Linked DNA regions of Mus musculus: all the other regions are linked to region 1. Evidence: chromatin contacts called from public Hi-C and Micro-C data. All regions are on one chromosome and are shown on one strand. The core of a region is the stretch at or near the end of the contact, and the rest is flanking DNA. Distances in the headings are between cores, read along the strand shown. Region 1 holds the start of St8sia6 (ST8 alpha-N-acetyl-neuraminide alpha-2,8-sialyltransferase 6). Region 2 overlaps Mrc1 (mannose receptor, C type 1). Region 3 overlaps Cubn (cubilin (intrinsic factor-cobalamin receptor)).

What was found. Hi-C and Micro-C count contacts between places; a contact is called where the count stands out from the background.
Region 2: a Micro-C map of embryonic stem cells shows a contact between it and region 1, with 4 times the contacts expected there. The contact joins the enhancer-like site here to the promoter of St8sia6 in region 1. A contact is called at or near these places in 5 of 39 promoter capture datasets (embryonic stem cells, hematopoietic stem and progenitor cells, hippocampal neurons and 2 more), 1 of 15 datasets of contacts at CTCF or cohesin (stem cell-derived epiblast-like cells), 2 of 484 Hi-C or Micro-C datasets (both in embryonic stem cells) and 1 of 115 datasets of contacts at active chromatin or transcription factors (stem cell-derived neural progenitor cells).
Region 3: a contact with region 1 is called in a Hi-C map of B cells, with 2.0 times the contacts expected there. The contact joins the enhancer-like site here to the promoter of St8sia6 in region 1. A contact is called at or near these places in 1 of 39 promoter capture datasets (hematopoietic stem and progenitor cells), 3 of 484 Hi-C or Micro-C datasets (B cells and CD4 T cells) and 1 of 115 datasets of contacts at active chromatin or transcription factors (memory CD8 T cells).

What each region holds. Positions count from the first base shown.
Region 1 is chr2:13,791,973-13,795,075 of GRCm38.p6, forward strand. It overlaps St8sia6 (ST8 alpha-N-acetyl-neuraminide alpha-2,8-sialyltransferase 6), which reads right to left and starts at 1,548. Exons shown (of 8, transcript NM_145838.1): 1 at 1,372-1,548; 2 at 782-880. The coding sequence starts at 1,472.
Region 2 is chr2:14,294,119-14,297,221 of GRCm38.p6, forward strand. Mrc1 (mannose receptor, C type 1) reads left to right here. Exons shown (of 30, transcript NM_008625.2): 15 at 682-826. Among named protein-coding and RNA genes, the nearest start is that of Mir511, 35 kb to the left of the region's middle. Within about 2 kb of position 1,468, at least 15 of the 459 cell types and tissues checked have an H3K27ac peak or open chromatin away from gene starts, as enhancers often do. A contact at or near this core is called in embryonic stem cells, where this site is marked.
Region 3 is chr2:13,415,526-13,418,628 of GRCm38.p6, forward strand. All of the region lies in intron 27 of Cubn (cubilin (intrinsic factor-cobalamin receptor)), which reads right to left. Among named protein-coding and RNA genes, the nearest start is that of Cubn, 75 kb to the right of the region's middle. Within about 2 kb of position 1,441, at least 56 of the 459 cell types and tissues checked have an H3K27ac peak or open chromatin away from gene starts, as enhancers often do. A contact at or near this core is called in B cells, where this site is marked.

The DNA.
Region 1 (3,103 bases), core at 298-2,797:
AAGAAAAAATTATTAAATAGACTACAGAATATTAAGATGGTGAATAACTAGTAACAAGCAACATTGGTGGGAGGTGGTAAAATCATGTTCAGGCCTATGATCCTTTAGGGGAAAAAGATGACACACAAACACAAAGTACAATCTCACATGTACTTTTCACATATAGGAAATAGACATTACAGAGACATAAAGTAGTCCTAACCTGAAAATGATACCTGGGTCTGGGCTCTGAGTTAATATTAAATTCTCTTATGTATTTCCCCTATGGCTTTCTATATTAAGTTGTGTTATTTCTATAATCAGAATAATAGATATCCAATAATTACTGTACATTAATACACACCCACAGTAAGGAAGAAATGTAAGTTCTTTTTCATCCAGGACAAACACACTGAAGAATTGTATTCCTTCGATCTCAACACAGATGCACTTTAAAGAACAGAAAACAAAACCCACAAACCAAATCTCTCAGTAAAGATAGACAAGTGCCTTCTCTGGGGTTTTCCACACACCTTTATCTACAGAATTCAGTACCCATCTTTGAAAGTGTAGCCGATATGGAGAGATGTGTTTTTAAAGGTTGATGTGCGTAGTCTCTCTCTCTCTCTCTCTCTCTCTCTCTCTCTCTCTCTCTCTCTCTCTCTCTCTCTCTCTCTCTCTCTCTGTCAAAGACAGACAGAGACAGACAGACAGAGATATCCAGGCAAAACGCTCAAGTGAGTTCCACGGGTCTCGCAGTCTTGCCCAGACCTTGTCCATCTGTCCCTAGTGGCCTTAGTACCTGTTCCTGGTGCGTGGTACCGGGGTTGTCGGGCTCCAGAGTGTCTTCAGTGCAGCTGAGGTACCACTGGTGTCCTCTCTGCTTCCCTCCATCAACAGCCTGCACAGCCAGGGAGAAAACTAAGTTATTACACCGCGTTGGAAGCCAGTGTGGCTGGCAGACTGGGCACTGCACTCCAGACGTAATCAGAGCATCTTTGTGCACCCCAGCTCCCGGGATGGGTCCCTAATCTTGAAGTTAGACAGGAAAAATCCCATAGGACAAAACCAGGAGTAGAATGGGGGAGTCCTGGAGCCTGGCGGGAAACCTCTTCAGGAGGTTCCGCTCTGCAGCTCCCTCGCCCACAGAGGCACTATCCGGAGCCCTCCCAACCCCGACGTGTCCCTTTCCACTTCAAACCAAGACATCCGGCCAAGCGTCGCCTCTCCGCGACCCCTGATCTCCACCCTACCCTCAAGGAGCTGCTTAGTCAAAAGTCTAAAGTGGTCAGTCACCCGGATCTTTCCGGGCGTCCCCTGGAAGCAACACCCAGAGCACAGCGTGGGCGCACCGGACCTTTCAGGTGGGGCGAGTTGAGGCCGGGGAATTACCTGGAGCGGGCAGGCGCGTCGGCTGGGCACCAGAGCATACGCAGGAGGAGCAGCAGCATCAGGCTGCCTATGAGGGCGAACAGCGTGCCCCCCGATCTCATCCTGAGCCACGGGCGTCCTCGCCGCCAAAGCTGCCGGGGCGAAGCGCAGCCCGGGCGGCACCGACTCGCCGCTCCGGTCACCGCCTTCGCCGCCGCCGCCACCGCGGCCGCTGCCACGCACACCCCCAGCGTTCAAAGGCGGTGGCGCGGGCCCGCACTCTGGGGGCTGCCCAGAGCCCAGCCTGCAACAGTGTTGCTGGGCACCGAGCCGAAGAAGCCGCGTTCGGGCTCGCTCGCTTCTTCCAAGCCAGCCCCGGCCGCCGAAGCTGGCGAAGCTGGCGGACAGCTAGCGGATGACGATTCTCCAAGCTCGTCGCTTGTCCTCCCGGAGGCGCTCGGAGCCGCTGCGGGCTCTGGTCGCTGCAGCCGCCGCTGCCTCTGCCTACTGCTGCCGCCGCCGCCACGCGGGGTCACCTGAAGGTTGGGGTATGAGCGCTCAACTCCGCGCTGATTGGGCTCCAACTTTTCAGCTGCTCTCACCTTCGCCCGAGTGCGCGCTTGGCCCCAAGTGACCCACCCAATCACATTGCGACTCTGCTATGTAGCTGAGGCCCTGAGCTAGAACCTGGAGGACTGAAGAGAAGAGCAGAAAGGACCCACTTCAAAAAGTTTGCAAACTGGGTTGCTCAGTTGGATCCTCCCACGTGCCTGAAAGCTGCCAGGAACTTGGTAACGTTTGAGTAGACTGGCATTGCATGGCACCTTCCCACGACGTTCCGTGGACAGTTGACACCAAATTACCAAGAGATCTTCAAGGGCAATTTGTCCACCCACCTTTGACCAGAGTCATCTCTGCTTGCTTTAAAACAACTGTTTTATTGGACATCTTTGTGTCCAGTAATTTGTATTATTGATGAGCATGCGATTGTGTGACAGATTGACTGCTTATAAGGGCAGAATTGAGTAGTGGTGACTGCGAGTCTATAGCTCTCAAAACCTGAAGTGTTTACCATTGTTTACCAAATGTTTTTCAGAAAAACAGATTTGCCTACTGCCAATGGAGGTGATCTCTGGATTTTAAATTCTTGCCTAATCCAGAACCTAATTGGAATTATAACGAACACGAGAATTTCACCAATAAGAGAAAAATGCACCAACCAATCATAGGCAGCTAACTCATCACACCACGCAAAGTCAGTTACCTACATGTAGCCAATCAGGTGATCCCTCTACTAAGACTTTGTGCCCGCCCACCAAAAGCTTGCTGCCCACTGATAGGCAGATATCCCCTCTTCTGTTTCCCAGTGCTGCCTAATTCACGAGTCCTTCTTTGTTCAAGTAAATGGTTGACATTTATTTGTCTCAAATATTTCTTTTCTCGTAGCTATAGGTCGACATCCAGTTTCTGTGTTGAAACTCTATCCTCCAACTGTGATTTGATCCTCAACACGAGGCTGGAGAGATGGCCCACTTGAGTTGGATGAATTAGCTAGGGCAGGGTTCAGTGGGAGGATCTGTGCCAAACAATAAGGTGGAGAGTGATAGAAGACCTCACTCAATACCAGCCTCTGGCTTTTGTTCCTGTACATACGTGCACGCACACATGTATGTACAACACACACACACACACACACACACACACAGAGAGAGAGAGAGAGAGAGAGAGAGAGAGAGAGAGAGAGAGAGAGAGA
Region 2 (3,103 bases), core at 218-2,717, 500 kb after region 1:
ACCCCTTCAGACTCTGATCACTGAAAACTACCCACATTCCCAAGTTGTTTCCATTGTTCATTTTGGCAAAGGCTGGTCGTTCAGTTAGTCACATTTTATAAGACTTTTTCTTCTCTAATTATTTTTCTGTAGCCTGTGTAATAGATGAAAAGCTTCCAACAACTTACTGAAATATCATCCCTTAAGAACAGGCTGTAAATTTAGGAAATTGCGACTACCGACTGAGATATGGAAGTTTCTTGCTAACTTTTTCCTACATATAAATCCCATTGCTTGTGGCCCTGGATTCATTCTATTTAATGGGAATAAAGGAAATGTTATAAAAACCAATTCCCTACTCTAGTCTGCTTAAAAGTTTCCATGTAATAAAAGCTGTTTCTTTCTCACCCATGTCCATAAAATGTGCTTCCATAGCTAAAAGTAAAAAGCAAATGAATGAAGAATCCAAACAGCCCCTCTTTTTCCTTTCCCAATTTGAATTTGCACTGGTGTGGTATACGTGGTTAATATCTGCAGCCTAATGTGGTGTTCGTGGTATATCTGCAGCCTAATGTGGTATACGTGGTATATCTGCAGCCTAATGTGGTATACGTGGTATATCTGCAGCCTAATGTGGTGTTTCTAGCACAGCATAGCAACCTGGTGTTGTGGTTCAGATCAAGTGTGATGTTTCCACCATAGGTTTCCTATGAAAATTGGGCTTACGGTGAACCAAATAATTACCAAAATGTTGAATATTGTGGTGAGCTGAAAGGTGACCCTGGCATGTCCTGGAATGATATCAACTGTGAACACCTCAACAACTGGATTTGTCAGATACAAAAAGGTACAAATCTGTCCCCTCTTTTTCTTACATTACAGAGCTAGCCTTCTGATACCCCAATTTGTTTCCTCCATTGGCACAAACAAACAAAAATACCAGCATCAGGGAACTGTGGGGCCCTTATTTCACAGGATAAGAATGGGGACGTTGGAAACAGATAAGTGTTCCAAAGGAACAGAAGATCAAAAGGCCACCAAGAATCCTGGATTAGAGTCACGTCCTTAAAAACATTCCCATCAGCAGCCGGGACTCTGGCCATCCACTGCAGCTGCAGGGGCTAATGGGAGACCTGCCCTTTAGTGCTGTAGAAAGGCAATGCAGTTTTGCTTTCTGGAACTTTCACCCTCTGACCTTCTATTTTATCCCTGAAACAGGTACAAGCTCCCTTCAACCTGATATTTTAATATCCATAACACAGAACCAGCAGTATAGGGAAGGCCGTGGTGTTGTGGGACTCACATGATATTATTTATGATATCTTGGAAATTAGAGCAAAGACAGGTTAGGCATTGTGGTCAGAGGAGCTGGGTTATGACACCGAGGAAACAAGCTGACCCTTGAATTAAAACATATTGACGCCATAGCAATAAGAGGATGGAACCACATTGCCCTCTGCTGTTGGGGAATCATGGCCGCTGCCCCCATTCTGCAGTTAAGAGACCCGGTACTGCCCTCTGCTGGCTGGATGCACATGTTTCCACATTCTGGATTAGTATCCTTTTGAATTTAAATTTAAAAACAGTCTCCTGCTGCCTGCCAGTGACTCACTGTGGCCTCTTTATGTTGTTAGTAGCTTTGTTTTACTCTGGCAGATAGAAAATATGTTACAGGTCGCCATCTTGGTTCCGGGACTCAGCAGAACTTAGGAAATTAGTCTGAACAGGTCAGAGGGTGCGCCAGAGAACCGGACAGCTTCTGGGACGGGCGGAAGCACAGAGCTGCTGAGGCAGCAGCCTGGGCGGGCCGCAGACAACCGGCCACCATCCGGACCAGAGGACAGGTGTCCACCTGGCTTGGGAGGCGGCCTCAGCCTCAGCAGCAGCGGTCGCCATCTGGGTTCCGGGACTCCGCGGGACCTAGGAAATTAGTCTGAACAGGTTAGAGGGTGCACCAGAGAACCGGATAGCTTCTGGGACGGGCGGAAGCACAGAGCTGCTGAGGCAGCAGCCTGGGCGGGCCGCAGACAACCGGCCACCATCCGGACCAGAGGACAGGTGTCCGCCTGGCTTGGGAGGCAGCCTCAGCCTCAGCAGCAGCGGTCGCCATCTTGGTTCCGGGACTCAGCAGAACTTAGGAAATTAGTCTGAACAGGTTAGAGGGTGCGCCAGAGAACCGGACAGCTTCTGGGACGGGCAGAAGCACAGAGCCGCTGAGGCAGCACTCTTGGCGGGCCACAGGCAGCCGGCCACCGTCCGGACCAGAGGACAGGTGTCCGCCTGGCTCGGGAGACGGCCTCAGCCTCAGGAGCAGCGGTCACCATCTTGGTTCCAGGACTCCCTGGAACTTAGGAATTTAGTCTGCACAGGTGAGAGTCTGCACCACAGAAGCTGACAGCTTCTGGGAACTGCCAAAGCAACACAGCTTCTGAGAGAGGCCCTGTTTTGGGCCTTCTTCTTCGACCAGGAGGAGGTCCAAAAACAAGATATCTGCGCACCTTCCCTGTAAGAGAGCTTGCCAGCAGAGAGTGCTCTGAGCACTGAAACTCAGAGGAGAGAATCTGTCTCCCAGGTCTGCTGAGAGACGGTAACAGAATCACCAGAAGAACAATCTCTAAACAGAGTCAACTATAACTACTAACTCCAGAGATTACCAGATGGCGAAAGGTAAACGTAGGAATCCTACTAACAGGAACCAAGACCACTCACCATCATCAGAACCCAGCACTCCCACTTCACCCAGTCCAGGGCACCCCAACACACCCGAAAACCTAGACCTAGATTTAAAAGCATATCTCATGATGATGGTAGAGGACATCAAGAAGGACTTTCATAAATCACTTAAAGAAATACAGGAGAGCACTGCTAAAGAGTTACAAGTCCTTAAAGAAAAACAGGAAAACACAATCAAACAGGTAGAAGTCCTTACAGAAAAAGAGGAAAAAACATACAAACAGGTGATGGAAATGAACAAAACCATACTAGACCTAAAAAGGGAAGTAGACACAATAAAGAAAACTCAAAGTGAGGCAACACTGGAGATAGAAACCCTAGGGAAGAAATCTAGAACCATAGACTCGAGCATCAGCAACAGAATACAAGAGATGGAAGAGAGAATCTCAGG
Region 3 (3,103 bases), core at 191-2,690, 380 kb before region 1:
ACTAAAGAAGACTACTATTAGACTGACAACAGAATTTCTGGATCTTGAGAGATTGTTCGGGAACCCTGCATGGAAGCAGTTGTATGGACATGTGACCAGCAGTTATGTGCAAATACAAACATGTTTTTTCATTTCCCTTTTTGGAGAGGTTAGGAAAAAACAAACTTTAACTGGATAGAAACTTCTGTCTTTAAACAGATTCCAAGAGAGAAAGAGAAGACAAAATCCTAAGCAGAGCTGCATCTGTGGACTAAGGGGACGTGGAAGTCAAAGGCCACCCACAGAGAGCTCTGGGGCTGCTGAGGATTCTAGCTCTCTGCTGGGGGAGGAGACAGATGCCACTGGGCTGAGCTGCTGGTTAGCTGGAGGAACACAGATGGCATGTTCAAGAGAGGGATACTGCACTAAGGGTGAAAAACATCTTCCTCAAATGTCCAAGAATGAATGCTAAGTTCTCTCTGCAAGGATGGAAGAAGAGTCAAGAAAGCAATTCTAGAATGTTCTTAAAAGTCCTCAGTTTGAACATTATTTCTCCACAGCAATATGGGGCTTTGCCCCATCTCCTCCGCTTTCCACCTCAAGCCCAATAATGGATCTCCATATTATTTGAGTAGCCACAATCATTTTTAAAATATACAGATCTGAAAACAGCATGGTGGTACTTGCCTGCAGTCATTACACTCACCAGGCTAACACAAAAGAATTAGGAGTTCACGGCCAACCCTGGCTCAACAACTGCCCCCCCCTCAAAAAAAAAAAAAAAAAAACTCAACCAAAACAAACCAAAATAAAACAAAACAAAAAGCACACACATGTTCAATAAGGGAAATATTACACTATGAAAATATCTATTTGATCATGCTATTTCTTTTATCTGGCCCTTGAGAGACTTACAGTTCTGAAAAGGAACACTGAAATTCATGACTTTCTTATTGATACCCTAGAGGCCCCTTGTAATCCATCTTCAGGTGTGCAGAGTCAGCTTTCTCTTGTCAATCCTCAACCTCTCTGATGTCTGGGGATCCTTCTTCCTTGGGTTTGTGTTCTCTGGTCATCAGAAAAGCTTGATTGCTTCCCTGTCTGATGCCTTCAGAGCACCCATCAATAGCCCTCTCAAACAGATAACGCAGCCTACGATAGACTCTTTATTGTGTGATACGTTAGCATCTGTTTCATCTAGTATGACATGAAAAACTAATGATATACAGTTAATTTCTACAGTTTAGGAGTCTAAAACATCTTCTACTGTCTGGATGGTGAATTGTAGGCTAGTGATAGCTTTAAAAAGCAAATAACTAGCCCCTTAAGCTGTGTTTATCTCAGCATTTCTCTCATTCAGTACAACTCAAAGCTCTTGTTTCTGTGGCATATAGCAATGTGGTTACCCTGAACAGACTTCCCTGTTGTCTGTGTTCATGAATCACTGTATGGAAAGCTAAGAATACGTGTTATGACTCTGATGTGACTGAGCAATGAATTTGCATGAAGCATCAGCAAGTGGTATGAGTTTGACACAAAACCCAAATAGCACTGTGGGTGATTAAAATACCATGTGATCCACAGTTGTGGGATGGGAAATATCTTAGGACACAGACAGGGAGTATGGTGCCAAAATGGAGAATTCAGGGACATTGGTGATGGGCTTGTTAATCCCTTTCTTATTTGAAATGCATTATTTTGTAATTGAAAATCGCTGTAGCATAGTGGTTGTTTTGCAATTAAAAAGAGGACGTGAGAGTGAAATATATAATGACATAAACATCTGGTGAGTAGGATGACATCAGTAAGGATTTGGCAAGAGATGAAATAGATTGTATACACTGGAAGGAAATGTATTTGACAGAAAGCACTGACATAATCAGGAAGAATTTGAAACTTCCTTAAATTGAAAGGGGAAAAGGACAGGAAGGGAGGAAAGGATAGGATGGAAGAGAGTGCTGGCTAGTTTAATGTAGACTTGACTCAAACTAGAGTCATCTGCAAGGAGAAAACCTCAATTGAGAAAATGTCTCCATAAGATCCGGCTATAAGGCATTTTCGTTTATCTATCTATCTATCTATCTATCTATCTATCTATCTATCTATCTATCTATCTATCTATTTTTATTAGGTATTTTCTTCATTTAGTGAAGGGAGAGGGTCCAGCTCATTGTGGGTGGACCCATTCCTGTAGTGGGTTTGGCCTAATGCTGCTTGTATTTTAATGCTAATTTGGGCCCTCCTAAACTGTTGGCAGGAGAATATCTCCTCCTTGTAGCTATGGGAAAGTAAGTGTACTACCTGGTTTTGTGTGTCAACTTGACACAAGTTGGAGTTATCACAGAAGAAATGCTTCCATGAGATCCAGCTATAAGGCATTTTCTCAAGGAGGGAGGGTCCACTGTGGATGGTGCCATCCCTGGGTTAGTAGTCTTGGATTATATAAAAAAGCAAGCTGAGCAAGCCAGGGGGAGCAAGCCAGTAAGGAGCACTCCTCCATGGCTTTTGCATCTACTCTGTCTCCAACTTCCAACCCTGTGTGAGGTCCTGTCCTAACTTCCTTTGGTGATGAAAAGCAATGTGGAAGTGTAAGCTGAATAAACCCTTTCCTCCTCAACTTGCTTCTTGGTCATAATGTTTTGTGCAGGAATAGAAACCCTGACTAAGATAATAAGATTCATTTTAAAGAGAAATATTTATTGTACACAAAGGCACACACTAAGATACCTACCAGAACACTTGTAACTTACCAATAGAGTTTTGAAATGAAGATATTACCATTAGTAATGACTAAAGTCAGCTCTATCTAATGAGATCCCTAGTGGATTTTGGACTGCAGCTAGATTTAATAGCCAGTTTTAAATGTTATAGTTCTAAATCATTAGAGACAATTTTTGAAAGTTCAATCATCTATCTATATCTGTTTGTGTGTGTGTGTGTGTGTGTGTGTATGTCACTTGTGTGGGTACTCTGTGCATACATGAAATGTTAAAAAGAGAATATCTGGTGTCCTTTATCATTCTCTGCTTTTTTTTTTTTTTTTTTTTTTTTTTTTTTTTTTTTTGCTAGAGTCTCTCCTTGAACCTGAGGTTCACATTTTTCTTAGCTAACCTGGAAGTAAGAA